Linked DNA regions of Mus musculus: region 2 is linked to region 1. A link is a contact called in public HiChIP or PLAC-seq data. All regions are on one chromosome and are shown on one strand. Each heading gives the region's core, a stretch centred on a gene start, on an enhancer-like site or on the middle of the called end of the contact. The rest is flanking DNA. Distances are from core to core; before and after follow the strand shown. Region 1 has its middle 160 kb from the start of Gm24212. Region 2 overlaps Gm3134 (predicted gene 3134).

What was found. HiChIP or PLAC-seq counts read pairs in DNA pulled down with a chosen protein or histone mark.
Region 2: an H3K27ac HiChIP or PLAC-seq map of embryonic stem cells shows a contact between it and region 1, with 3 times the contacts expected there. The contact joins two enhancer-like sites. A contact is called at or near these places in 1 of 484 Hi-C or Micro-C datasets (embryonic stem cells), 4 of 115 datasets of contacts at active chromatin or transcription factors (all in embryonic stem cells) and 1 of 9 other capture datasets (embryonic stem cells).

Annotation. Positions count from the first base shown.
Region 1 is chr8:89,819,719-89,825,505 of GRCm38.p6, forward strand. No RefSeq gene overlaps it. Among named protein-coding and RNA genes, the nearest start is that of Gm24212, 160 kb to the left of the region's middle. Within about 2 kb of position 4,048, at least 14 of the 459 cell types and tissues checked have an H3K27ac peak or open chromatin away from gene starts, as enhancers often do. A contact at or near this core is called in embryonic stem cells, where this site is marked.
Region 2 is chr8:89,064,793-89,070,525 of GRCm38.p6, forward strand. Gm3134 (predicted gene 3134) reads left to right here. Exons shown (of 3, transcript NR_166639.1): 3 at 4,355-5,733. Among named protein-coding and RNA genes, the nearest start is that of Sall1, 25 kb to the left of the region's middle. Within about 2 kb of position 2,874, at least 5 of the 459 cell types and tissues checked have an H3K27ac peak or open chromatin away from gene starts, as enhancers often do. A contact at or near this core is called in embryonic stem cells, where this site is marked.

The DNA of each region.
Region 1 (5,787 bases), core at 2,798-5,297:
TGTAAGGCCTTAACCATTTTCAGTAGTGAAATTCAGTCTGATTTTTATTTTCTGTTTGATTAATTATTTTTAGATAAAAATTGGAAGTGCTTGCCAGAGGTGAGCCACTAGGCTCTGATTTGTTCTGCAATGGTCACAGTAAGTATTGTTCAAAGGTTCCCTATGGTAAGTCTATGGTAACTCCCTCCCATAGGTTAGTCAGACCCATTTGAGACCACAGGCTCTTAATGAGGCTCTTCATTCTCTCCTAGAATGGAACTTATGAGCGATTTCACTAAGAAACCCTTCTTAGACCAATGAACACTGAAATGTCAAGTATATGATGTTGTTGTTGGCTGTGGTTTTTTTCAATGTCATTGTATTTCCACAGTACCTGGTCCATAACAGACTCTCAAAAATGTTTGGTCAATGTAAGCAAATAAGCATGGAGAACACATGACCTGAACTTCTGGACCAGTTAGCACAAGATGAACACTGTCTACTTTATCATCATGTGTGTGGAGTGGAAAGGTGAACATTCACCCTTGGGTTCTAGAAGAATCTAATTCTTCTTTAGCTAAATGAGAAGAGCAAGCATGCACCAAATTCCAGGTCCTTGCGAAACCAAGCATTTCCTCCCTGAAGAAGCTCTGTCTAGTGCTTTTTACCCAGAATTCCTCTGGCATCATTTTTAACAAGACCCTTCAACTGCACAGCCTGAGAGATCTCATTATGAAACTAACCAAATGTAGTTTGAATCTGAAATATCCCACACACCATGTCAGTGGTGCTGTTTTGGTAGGCTGTGGAAACCTTAGAAAGTGGGGCCTAGCTGGTGGAACAAATGTCCCAATGGATGAAACACTGAAGGCCTTGCCTGTGCTTTAAGCCCCTCCAGCTCTGCTTCCTGGACCAGGATGGAAGAAGTCTCTCTTACAGGCTCCTGCCATCATGGACTCCTCTATGTCATCTCCACTGTTGTGAAATGAGACAGTGCTATGAAACAAGAGCCAAAATAAATCATTCACAGCCTATCAAAAATACCCAGTACAACAAAATATGAAAACGTCTAATCTCTCTCAGCATGGTAATGAGAATATAGCTCAGACATAGTGGCCCTTACACCATCCCCAAGGACACTTGAAAGTGTTAGCTGAGAGGAAGAAGGCACAAGGTTTTGGTCTCTGAAGAGCGTCATGGGAAGGATCCTACTGCCCTCTGCATTTTCCTAACCATGCAGAAATCTGGTCTGCCATTGCTCCACATAGGTCTCTGTCTCACCTCTGATTCATGGCACCTGTAGTTTGGGGTTTTATGCTTTACATTAGGGGATTTATTTTGTCTCTTTCATGACAATGGACTTTGGCCATTGGAGAACCTGTTGTAGTCCCCTCTTCTAGTGATCTGAACCCATCTCTCTGCTTCTTCCCTAAAAGGGAGCCCAGCCACAGTCTGTGGAAGAGCTGACTCAAGGTTTCATTCCAGCCTCTTAACTGTGCCTAGTTTCTTCCTGCCTCTAAAGTCATGGCCCTCTAAACAGAAAACCCTCAAGATACACTCGTTCTCCTCTTACTCATTTCCTTCCACAAAAGCTCATTTGGGAAGAAGAGCAAGCCAGGTTCCTTGATTTGAGTGGGTTATGGGAGAAGGATTAGAAGAAATCAGTGTTGGAGAAGTTTAATGATGAAAGCAGTGTTATCTTTTTATCTCTTCTGCTCTGCTCTTTATTACATGATTTTGCTGCTGCTTCAGCCAGAGCTGGGGTCTATCTCCTCCCCTTCCATGTGGGCTCATCCTGTGTCTCCTTCTGATGACTAAAATATACTGGAGTAGCATTGTGTGACTCTTGAGGTGAGCTGTAACTGCATCTTTTATTCCTCTGATGTAATTGTCACCACAGAGGCTTACTGCCTCCTTCTGCTAACCTAGGTCTAGTCTGGAAGGTTCTAGCCTTTCTACAATCTTTTATCTAGGCCTAGCATATTTTAAGTCTATGAGACTTACTGCTGAATAAACATTCCCTTTCTAGTTCTTTCTGAACTCCTGGCTGGTTTGTCAATTCAGCTGTTTTGGCTCAAAACTCTTTTCCACACTAACTGATTCAAACTGGCTTCTTTCAGCTTCTGTCTGAAATGTGCTGTTTGGCCTCGTACTACCTTTGGCAATATGTTCTAATCTTCTGGCTCCTTTTTCTTCTCTGGTTCATTCTGTTTTCACCTGGGTCTAGCTTGTTCTCTCTCTGTTACCTCTCTCTATGTGATTGTCTCGGTAAAACTGCCCTTTCTCCTTCCATCTCTTGCTGCTGCTCTCTTAAGTAGCCTCTCTTTCTCCTCTCTTCTCATGGGAGTTGGGCAGACCCTATTCTGTCAAATCTTTCTCTGATTCATCACTTTGTCTGCTTCTAAATTAGACATCACTTTCAGACATGGGTGCTTCCTTCTACAAACTAATTTTACCTTCATTGTTTGGGATTAAATATGTGTGCTAAGGGCATGTCTGGATTCCAGCCAGAGCAGTAAGGTAGATAGATTAAAATCCCTCTACACTAGTCTTCAAATTCTAGCTGATTTTGCTTCAATCCTCTTGCAGTAAGGTGCCATAATCCAAAAAGGCCCAAGGTAGCCCATCTAAAGAGGAGAAAATATGCAAAGAAGGAAACCCAGAGTCCAGGGCTTATTCCCTGGGGTGAACAGTAGCCATTTTTGCCATGAGTGCTGTTGGGACATCAAGTCATGGAAGCCACATTACCCTGGTCAAAATGCAGAAAAGAAAACCAGCCCACCTCTGATCCCTGCCCAACTGATGATTCCTACACTCAATTATAAGTAAAGTAATAATTGTCTTAAGTCATTACATGGTGGAGCAATTTGTTAAGAAACAAGATAACTGACATACACTTCAGAGTCCAGAAAAGATGAACAGTAAGTACCTCAATGTGTTACTGTTTCTTCTAGGAGGAAACTTGAATCTGTAGTGATTTCAAGGTCTCCTTATCTCTGCATTTCAAACTGTTTTCAAGGAAAGTTTACTACATTTAAATGTAGAGTGTTTCGAAGAACTCTGAGGGGGGAGTCAGATGTTTGAATGTTTGATCTCCACTTAATAACATGTATCCCTCGAGAAACATGAGGAGTGGTGATGAGCTCAAAATGTATTCACTGGTTTTCTCATGCCGGAGCCATGCCCTTGGTTCTGATATACCAAAACAAACCTCATCTAAGAACACATTCACAATCTAGTTGGTGAGGAAATATAGGATATATTTGAATAAATCTCCTTCAAAATCAGAATTATTTCTTCTCTGTGAACCCTGCATGTGTGTCCTGTGTCAAGTCTTTGTGTGAGAAAACCTGTGGCTGCCTATGTGCACTCTCTCCCATTATTACTTTGGTGGGTTTGGGAAATTCTCAGAGAAAAGGCTATCAGCACAAAGCACTTATGATATATTCATTGAAATAGCCCTAAGAATTTATTTTCCCTGAGACTTCTATTGATCATGACAGCTCTTATGTGATCTGTTTGTTAGGTCTGGGGTTTCTTGGTGCTATTGATCAAGTAGATTCCTTTGTGAAGAGCTACATTGATTAGTTTCCTGACAAGCTCTTAAGGCCACTTGCAAAGCTGTCACGGGTGATATTTGCCATCACAAGAGCGGGGCTAGCTCATAATGTCTCTCTGAAAGGAGGCTGAATAGAAGACAGATGAGTGTGGACTACTTGCTCTGTGCTAGGTAAACACCCAGTGATCCATCTCATTGCTGCTTTTCCCTGGGAGAGAAGATTAATATCCTTGCAGTGAACACTCTTCCCTGCCCTTAGCATCTGCACTAGAAAATCCCACTCAGACATACAAGGCTCATTTGAAGCTGCCTTGTTTGAGTATGTCGTTGTGGAACCACTGTTCTCTACAACTGCCCCAAATCCCAGTAAACAGGTCTCAAAATCTGGATGGTATATAATAAATATGCAGCATCATGAAGAATTCAATGTGAACAAAAGAGGAGTCTGAACAATAGGCTCCAGTGCTCTCTGACAAAAGAATACCACCACACAAGGACAATGGACACATGGGAGTTCCCATTTCTTTACAATGAAAAGTACTTAATAGCTCATGCATCTGAAAGGGAACAAGAAGGCCTGTTCAAATGCTCCTTCTTCTAGGAGCCAACCAAGGGTCTCTTGCAAGGGCATGCAGAGGGAGGTGTGACAGACAGGGCTGGCACCAGAGGCTAACAGTGACTAAAGCAGCCTGTGGCTTAGAATCCATGCAGTAAAATTCAGAGGAGTTTTATAGCTGAATGAGATGGTAGTGAGATTGCTTGTTGGTATGTTTGCAGAATCTTACATAGAAGAAGTCTTTAGGCTATATGGGACAAAAACTGGCCAGGCTTGTCCCTTCAGTCCATTTGATGTGCTTTTTGATTCAAAGAATTCACATCAATCAAGTAACTAGTGGCTCATCTAAAAATATGGAGCGAGACATTCACTAGCAATATGAGCTTGGACAAGGCAGATCTTCCTGCTGGACCTCAGCTCTGAGCATTACAGGAGAGAATGTGTGTAGAGCCAGATGACACCCCAATGTTGACTTTGAGTCGCTTCTATTTGTATTCTTTAAAGTAGAAAGTGCTCGTGTCATTTAGGCAATGCCTCTGCCCATCAGAGAGGGAGAGACTGTGTGTGTTGGGGTGTAGAAACAAGATGGGAGAAACATCAAACTAAACAGACAAGTTTAAATGAAAGGTACTCTGAAAACCGATTATATAGTCGACTGCAGCCACACTAACTGGATTCCTGAGTGGGAGGCTGGAGCTGTAAAGGAGAGAACGGCGAGAGAAGTAAAGAGACCAAGACAAATTTTCTGATCATGGCCCAGAGTTTACTAAAAATCTGTGCTTATATAGGCAGAAAGCCCATCTCCCACAGATCCACTCTTGATGCCTGTTGCCAGCCTGTAAGCGGCTGTCTGACAGCACTGGTTTGGCAAGAAGGTGTCAATCACTAGGTTGCTTGCTGTCTGCAGAATCTCTCTGAATCTCTCAGCAGGTAACAGTGTCTCAGAAAAGAACAGCTACGTGACCAAACAATAGAACCATCTAGGTGGGAAGGCTCCACCCCAGGTGGTCTCATTCTCAGTGGCATCCAGGTCTGAGCCAGCCTACTCAGGGCTGGGGGAGGCTACAGTATTACTTGTTTGTTCCTTCCCCAGTGAACATTGAGGACAACAAAAACAACCCCAAAGAGGTCAAGTCCCTCATTTGTTTTCCTAGGGACTCAACACTCGCAATGACAGGAGCCCATGTGAGCATTTACTTTGTGACTAACAGACCAGAAGTCTGACATTCTTTATTAGGTGTGGGGGAGGAATGGGGCTGTAGACCTTGCACGAAGCAGAAAGACATTGTCCCCCACCTCCACCCAGGGATCTTTACATGGGAAGATCATGGATCATTTTCCTTTCAAGAGAAGGATAATTGCACTGAAAGGAGAGAGCATTTTAAAATTTGCAAACCATAGGACATGTGTGTTTTTGCCCACAGGATCCTTGGCTTATCCCTCCCATTGTCCCGAGGGAGATGAGCTCAGGAGACATTCCTGTCTTCATCCTGGAGCTGAGTAGCTGAAGCTAGCATCCTCCATTCTCCATCATGTAGACTGTACTGAGTGGCTCAACACAGACCCTGCCTTGGACCTCCAAGTCTAACCTCCATTGCTACTAATTTTTTAAAAGTCTAGCAATAACTCAATGTGCTGATTAGTTTCGTCAACTTAGCTCAAGCTAGGTGCATCTGGAAAGGGGAAACCTCAA
Region 2 (5,733 bases), core at 1,624-4,123, 760 kb before region 1:
CCTCACCAGGCCAGCTGTGCCACTTAAGGAGAGACCAAAGCCAGCACCCACAAGCCTTCTCCAGTACCAGTCCTGGAGACCTCTCTGCATCCATTTCATCCCCTCTGCTGGGTGCCTCATACACATAAATTGTATTAAACAATCTTTCTAAGGTTTTATTTTTATTTAATGTATGTGAGTGTTTGCCTGAATGCGTGTCTATCCTGTGCACCACATGCACGCAGTGTGCTTTGACAGAGGAAGAGGGCATCAGATCTTCTGAGACTGGAGTTACAAGTGCTCATGAGATGCCATGTGGGTGCGGGTGTTTGACGTGCACTCTCCCACCCCTGCTCTATCCTCTGAAAGACCAGCCAGTGTGCTGAGACATCCCTCTAGCCTTGTGCTTCATTTCTAATATCAACTTAGGTACCCATCACTTTCTGAAGATAAGTCCAGGTTTGATCACATGGCAGGGACTGTAGCACCGTAGAGGTGTGTGAGGACAAGAGGGCCAAGAAAAGAGCCATTTCAATACGCCCCTATTCCCCTATTCCTAGAGTGACAGTGTTGTGACTGGAGATGACCTGGTACATCCTTCAGATTCGCCATGGGAAGAGGCCAGTCACTCTCTGTTGCTGCCTTCCTGACCTGCACACTTAGAAAAGGGACTCAACTTTCTGTGTCTTGCGACCTTAAACCTAAAACGGACTCAGTCCTGTTACCTCGTGGGAAAGGCCTGGAATGGTGGAAGCTCAGATGACATCACAGTTTATGAAGGAGTAACAAGAGAGAGTCAAGCAACAGCCCAGGACACACACTCCGCAACATCACTCCACCCCTCTGCCCTTACATGATATTTCCTGCTCTGAGCCTCAGTTTCCTCATCTGTGAAGTGGACTGATGGTTTCCGGGACTATTGTAAGTAGATAGTCAAGCTCAGTAGATAGGGGACAGATGCTGCAGGGATGCAGAGGAGTTAGCAGCAGTGCATTAGTGGACAGATGGAGCCGTGCATGTCAGATTTGAGCACGACGCCAGGTAGGGAGCTGGGCCGGATGGGTACTCCCTCATTCGAGAGCTCTTTTTCTTGCTCATCTGCTCTGCACAAAAGTAAGTTTCCAACTGAAGGACTACACTTCTCAGCTTCCTTTGTGGACTACAGAAGTCATTTCTGCCCCCATAAGTGGACACATCCCATCTTCCCCTAGAGGCATTTTGGCCACCTACACACATGGGTGACAAAGAAACCCCCTTAATATGAATAAACATGGTTGCACCTAATGTCAGACCACGCCGCTATTTCTTTCTACATGTTCTCTCTCTACAGCTGCTTTTAAAAGTAATCTAATATATGGTGCTGAACGACCCAGGATGGGAGATCTGAGCCTGCTAGTGGCTCAAGCCCACCTGAGGACCAGCCTCCCTCTCAGACAAGCCCTGGCCCCAAAAGTGCCCATCAGGGCTACCTGTTCCTCTCAGGCAGTCTGTCTTTTCACTTTCTATCTCTGCCCAGCCTCTCTCACCTTCCTATCTGGATGCAGTCTGACCTAGGTGGGAGGCCACACTGCATTCAATCAGAACATGCAAGCAACAGAGCCAAACTGTGGGACAAGGTGATCTCTGGGAATTACCTCAGAGGTGCCTAGTTAGGTTTCAAGGCTCCCTGGAGCTCTCGTAAGACTCATGAGTTGATAGCTCCAGAGACTTTCCACTGGTTGTGAGTCAACTTGTTCATCGGAAAGCTCTGACAACCTTCTGCTGGCTCCTTAACCCCGACGTTGTAATGCTTGGCCACTCCCAATTAACATCCCAGAAGCATCTGATCTCCTTAGGACTTAGAGGATGCTCTAAGCAGCGGGACACAGACCCCTGCTTTTACCTCAGCCCTGGGCTCAGCCATGGATTCCAGATTCTCCATCCAAAGTACCCCAGCCTGGCTAGAGGCTAATCTTCAAAGCTCCATTTGGGAGACATCATACCAAGGTGACTTGTTCAGCTCTGGGTTTAAACGTGGCCTCAAAATACATTGGACGAATAGCTACTGTTGGACCAAATTGGGGATTTGCCATTTCTAATACCTAAACTAATTTAGGTAACTCTGTAAGATGGAATGGCAGCATGGTCTGAGACCCATACCCCGTAAATCCCACAGTTCACTTTAATCTTTCTCAAGGTTCTGGATTATAACTACACTCAACGCCCAAATGCTAAAATATAAAGGCATTTTTAAGGCTGATTTCTCCCACCTGCAGACATACACAAATTATTTATGGATATGAAGATCACTGATTTAGTCTTACAGAGTCTTTTGAGTATTGACAATATTGAAAAATTATTGCATATTGTTCTACTCTACTGAGAAGCCTGGCTCAGGGGTAAGATTTTGGACCATCTCTCCCAGACCCAAGCATGTTCGTTTAAAAGTTTCCTCCAAAGACTCTGTCCTGGCTCAAGTAGGTCTCCTGACTCTGTGACCAGGAGAAGGAGGGAAAAAACAAAAGAGCCAGGAACAGACACTTTGCTCTTGAGAATAGCTAAGAAGTAAACGGTTTCCCACAGAAGTCATACATGGCAAGGTGTTCATCTCTCTGAATTCTTTCCCCCTCCCTTGTTTGCTTGGTTTTGTTTACTGTCCTTTTGTTCAAGCTTTTGTTGAAACTTTAATTTTTTATATTTTAGGATTTATAAAGTTCATAGAGTGTGATTTTAAAAGGATGTAATTTGCTATAACACCATGTTTGTGACTTGGATTCAGCTTGGTGTAGGAAAGAACGTGTTCCTAATGGGTTAACATCAGATTACCATGTCATTTGCTGCCATCTTGGTTGATGACATGACCTAGGCTCACCTTGGAGTAAGCATGTGGCTCATTGGGGCACCATCTTGGAAGCCATGTGATCCAGACACCATCTTTACTAAGGTTAAAGAAAGGACATGTCATGTGACATCACCTCTTGGTTAAGGTGACCTTGTGAGATAAACGAATTAAAATAGCATGCATAAAACAGTTCCACCCACTAAGCTCTCTGCTTATGTTGCATCTTCCTTTTATGAGACTGAGGAGGTAACCCCAGGCTTCCAACACGGTTTGGTTTGAATTGAGTCATAAACAAAACAAAAGAGAACAAAACAAAACAAAACATCAGGCCATTTTGTAAGACTAAGCTAAAAAAACGGCCAATCTCACCATGGCTTGTATTTATGATTTAAAGTTTATTTTGTTACTAAATAAAATATTTTGTGACCAAAAGTTATAATTCACGAATTATATTTTTAAGGCTCAAAATTAACAGGCATAAAATCATAAAATCCTAATCTTATAAAAGAATTACTTACCAATTATAACCTGTTAAAGATAATTAAGATATACAAGTTAATGCCCAGTCATGCTATGTATAAATGTAATTTGTTTACAGAGACAAGCTTGGAGAGAGAGAAACCAGCTTTTATCTCCTGTCATATAGTCTGCTGTTATAGCATATAGTATTCTTCAAATGTCAAATTAAGCCTAAAGCAGGTAAAGTAAAACCAGGAGGTTTTGTTAATCCAGTTCATGTTACATGCAAATTATTACAGATTTGACATGACTGACTGCTTTCTTCTTTCACTTTTTTTTTTTCGAGACAGGGTTTCTCTGTGTAGCTCTGGCTGTCCTGGAACTCACTTTGTAGACCATGCTGGCCTTGAACTCAGAAATCTGCCTGCCTCTGCCTCCCAAGTGCTGGGATTAAAGGTGTGCCTCACCATGCCCAGCATTCTTTCATCTATTGGTTGAGTGTATGGAATGAGTATTAGAGATTCTTTTGAAGTTTCTGTAAATAGGGTTAATCTTACAAAATTTGGTAAGGTTAATAATTTACTCTTGACCAGGCAGACACTGTCTCTAAGAATATACTTTGGAAATTGGAAATTGGAAATATTTTTTTTTTTTCTGGGGAATACAACTTAGAATTAAGTTGTCTCCTTATACAGCCTGACAATATAAAATATATTCACTATGTAATCTTGCAATGTAGCTATAACAATTCATGTTAAAAATATGTATTGTCATATTTTCAAGTATAGGTCATTAAGTTAATAATATCAATTTTAAAAATTTCAACTTTCAAAATTGTTTCTAACCAAAACTTTTGTTTTACTTGAAATATTCTGTTTTTTTTCATTAAATAATAGCTGATATTGCTAATATTTGAAACAAGTATACAAAGTTCATCATACTTGGAAGCAAGGACTATTCCTTAGACTCTCTCTGTTCAGATTCATCCCTCAGATGCTAGGAGAGTTTTAATGACTCTTTTACAAAGCTTCCAAGTGTCCCTCCTTGTGCGGGAGTCTGAGGTAACAGCTAATTAGTCACCTTGTCCTTCTACAGAACTCTGCTGCCTGGTCCAGCCAGTTGTACAATCGCTTCAAGACTGCAGCATGGCAATCACATGAACCGTCGCAGCGGATCAAGTTTAAGACTCTTCTGCTACATGAGCAAAGGACCCCCTCTTTGATGGACCCAGAACTAGCCTCTCCCACAAAGACCCTCCTCAGCAAAAAAAAAAAAAAAAAAAAAAAAAAAGCTGTAATGCCTCTGGCATGCATTTTTATATCCTTTCAGAGTTAGCAATGCTAGTTTCCTACTCATCCCAGCTCAGCTCCCCTTGCAGATTATCGTAGTCATTCCTGCCCCCGTAAGCGGCCACACCCCATCTTTTTCTGTTGGCATTTTGGCTATATTTACAGAGAGAGACAAAGATGCCCCCTCAACGTGAATATACACGGTCCCACCTGAGGTCAGACCCCCCTCTTTCTCTCTCTGTTTCTCTCTCTCTGTTTCTCTCTCTCTGTTTCTCTCTGTATCTCTTTCTCCCCAGATGCTTCTTAATGCTCTAACCAAAAGGGCTACCTACCCCTGTGTGCACACCTCACAGCATGACTTTTAACCCTGCTGGTAGCCCCTTGGTGTGGGCATTCAGCTCCCAATAAACCACGAGGGCCAGCAAGTGCCATTGAATCTGGAGTCAGGGACAGTGCTGCCCTCTTTGAGACAGTCTTTCATGCCTCCCAGGCTGGCCCTCAGATCTCAGTTGGCTTGCTTTAGCTTCCAGAGGGATGGGAGGCACAGTGCTCAGTCCTTTGCCCTTTCTCTGTCTCTTTGTTTTGCCACTGAGAGTCTAGTATACTGCAGATGCTCAGGGGATATGGACATGTTAGTGGGGACTGGGAAAGAATTCTCCTATGAGAGATTCCTGTGTCCTGTGGTGCAGTGAGGAAGATACTGAGACCTGCAGTGATTGAGAGTGATGGGAACTCATCTACCTGTGTCTCAGGATCCTTGTCCTCCACTGGCCTCCATGGCATTGACAGACTGATGACATTTTCTGACGTTGAAGTCATACCTTGATTTTACCTTCATTATTTCTTTCTTGGTTAGTTGTTTGCAGTAGTGGAGATTTGAACCCAGGGCCTAGAGATTGCTATGCAAGTACCACTGAGCTCTAGTCCCAGCCTTTACAATTTTTTAAAAAAATATCTAAAATAGAGTCTGGGTGCTGGCTTTGAACTCACTCTGTAGTCCAGGCTAGTCTTGAACTCGTGAGCCTTCTTCTGCCTCTCAGTCTCCGGAGTAACTAGCCTGGTTTTATCATGACTTCTCAGTGACTGACCCGCTTTGAATTTCCACTTCCTAAAAACTGGCTGAATTTGGAAGGCTTTGGGGGCTGATTCTGTAGGTTGGTGTGTCTGTGTCTGAGCCTGGTGTGT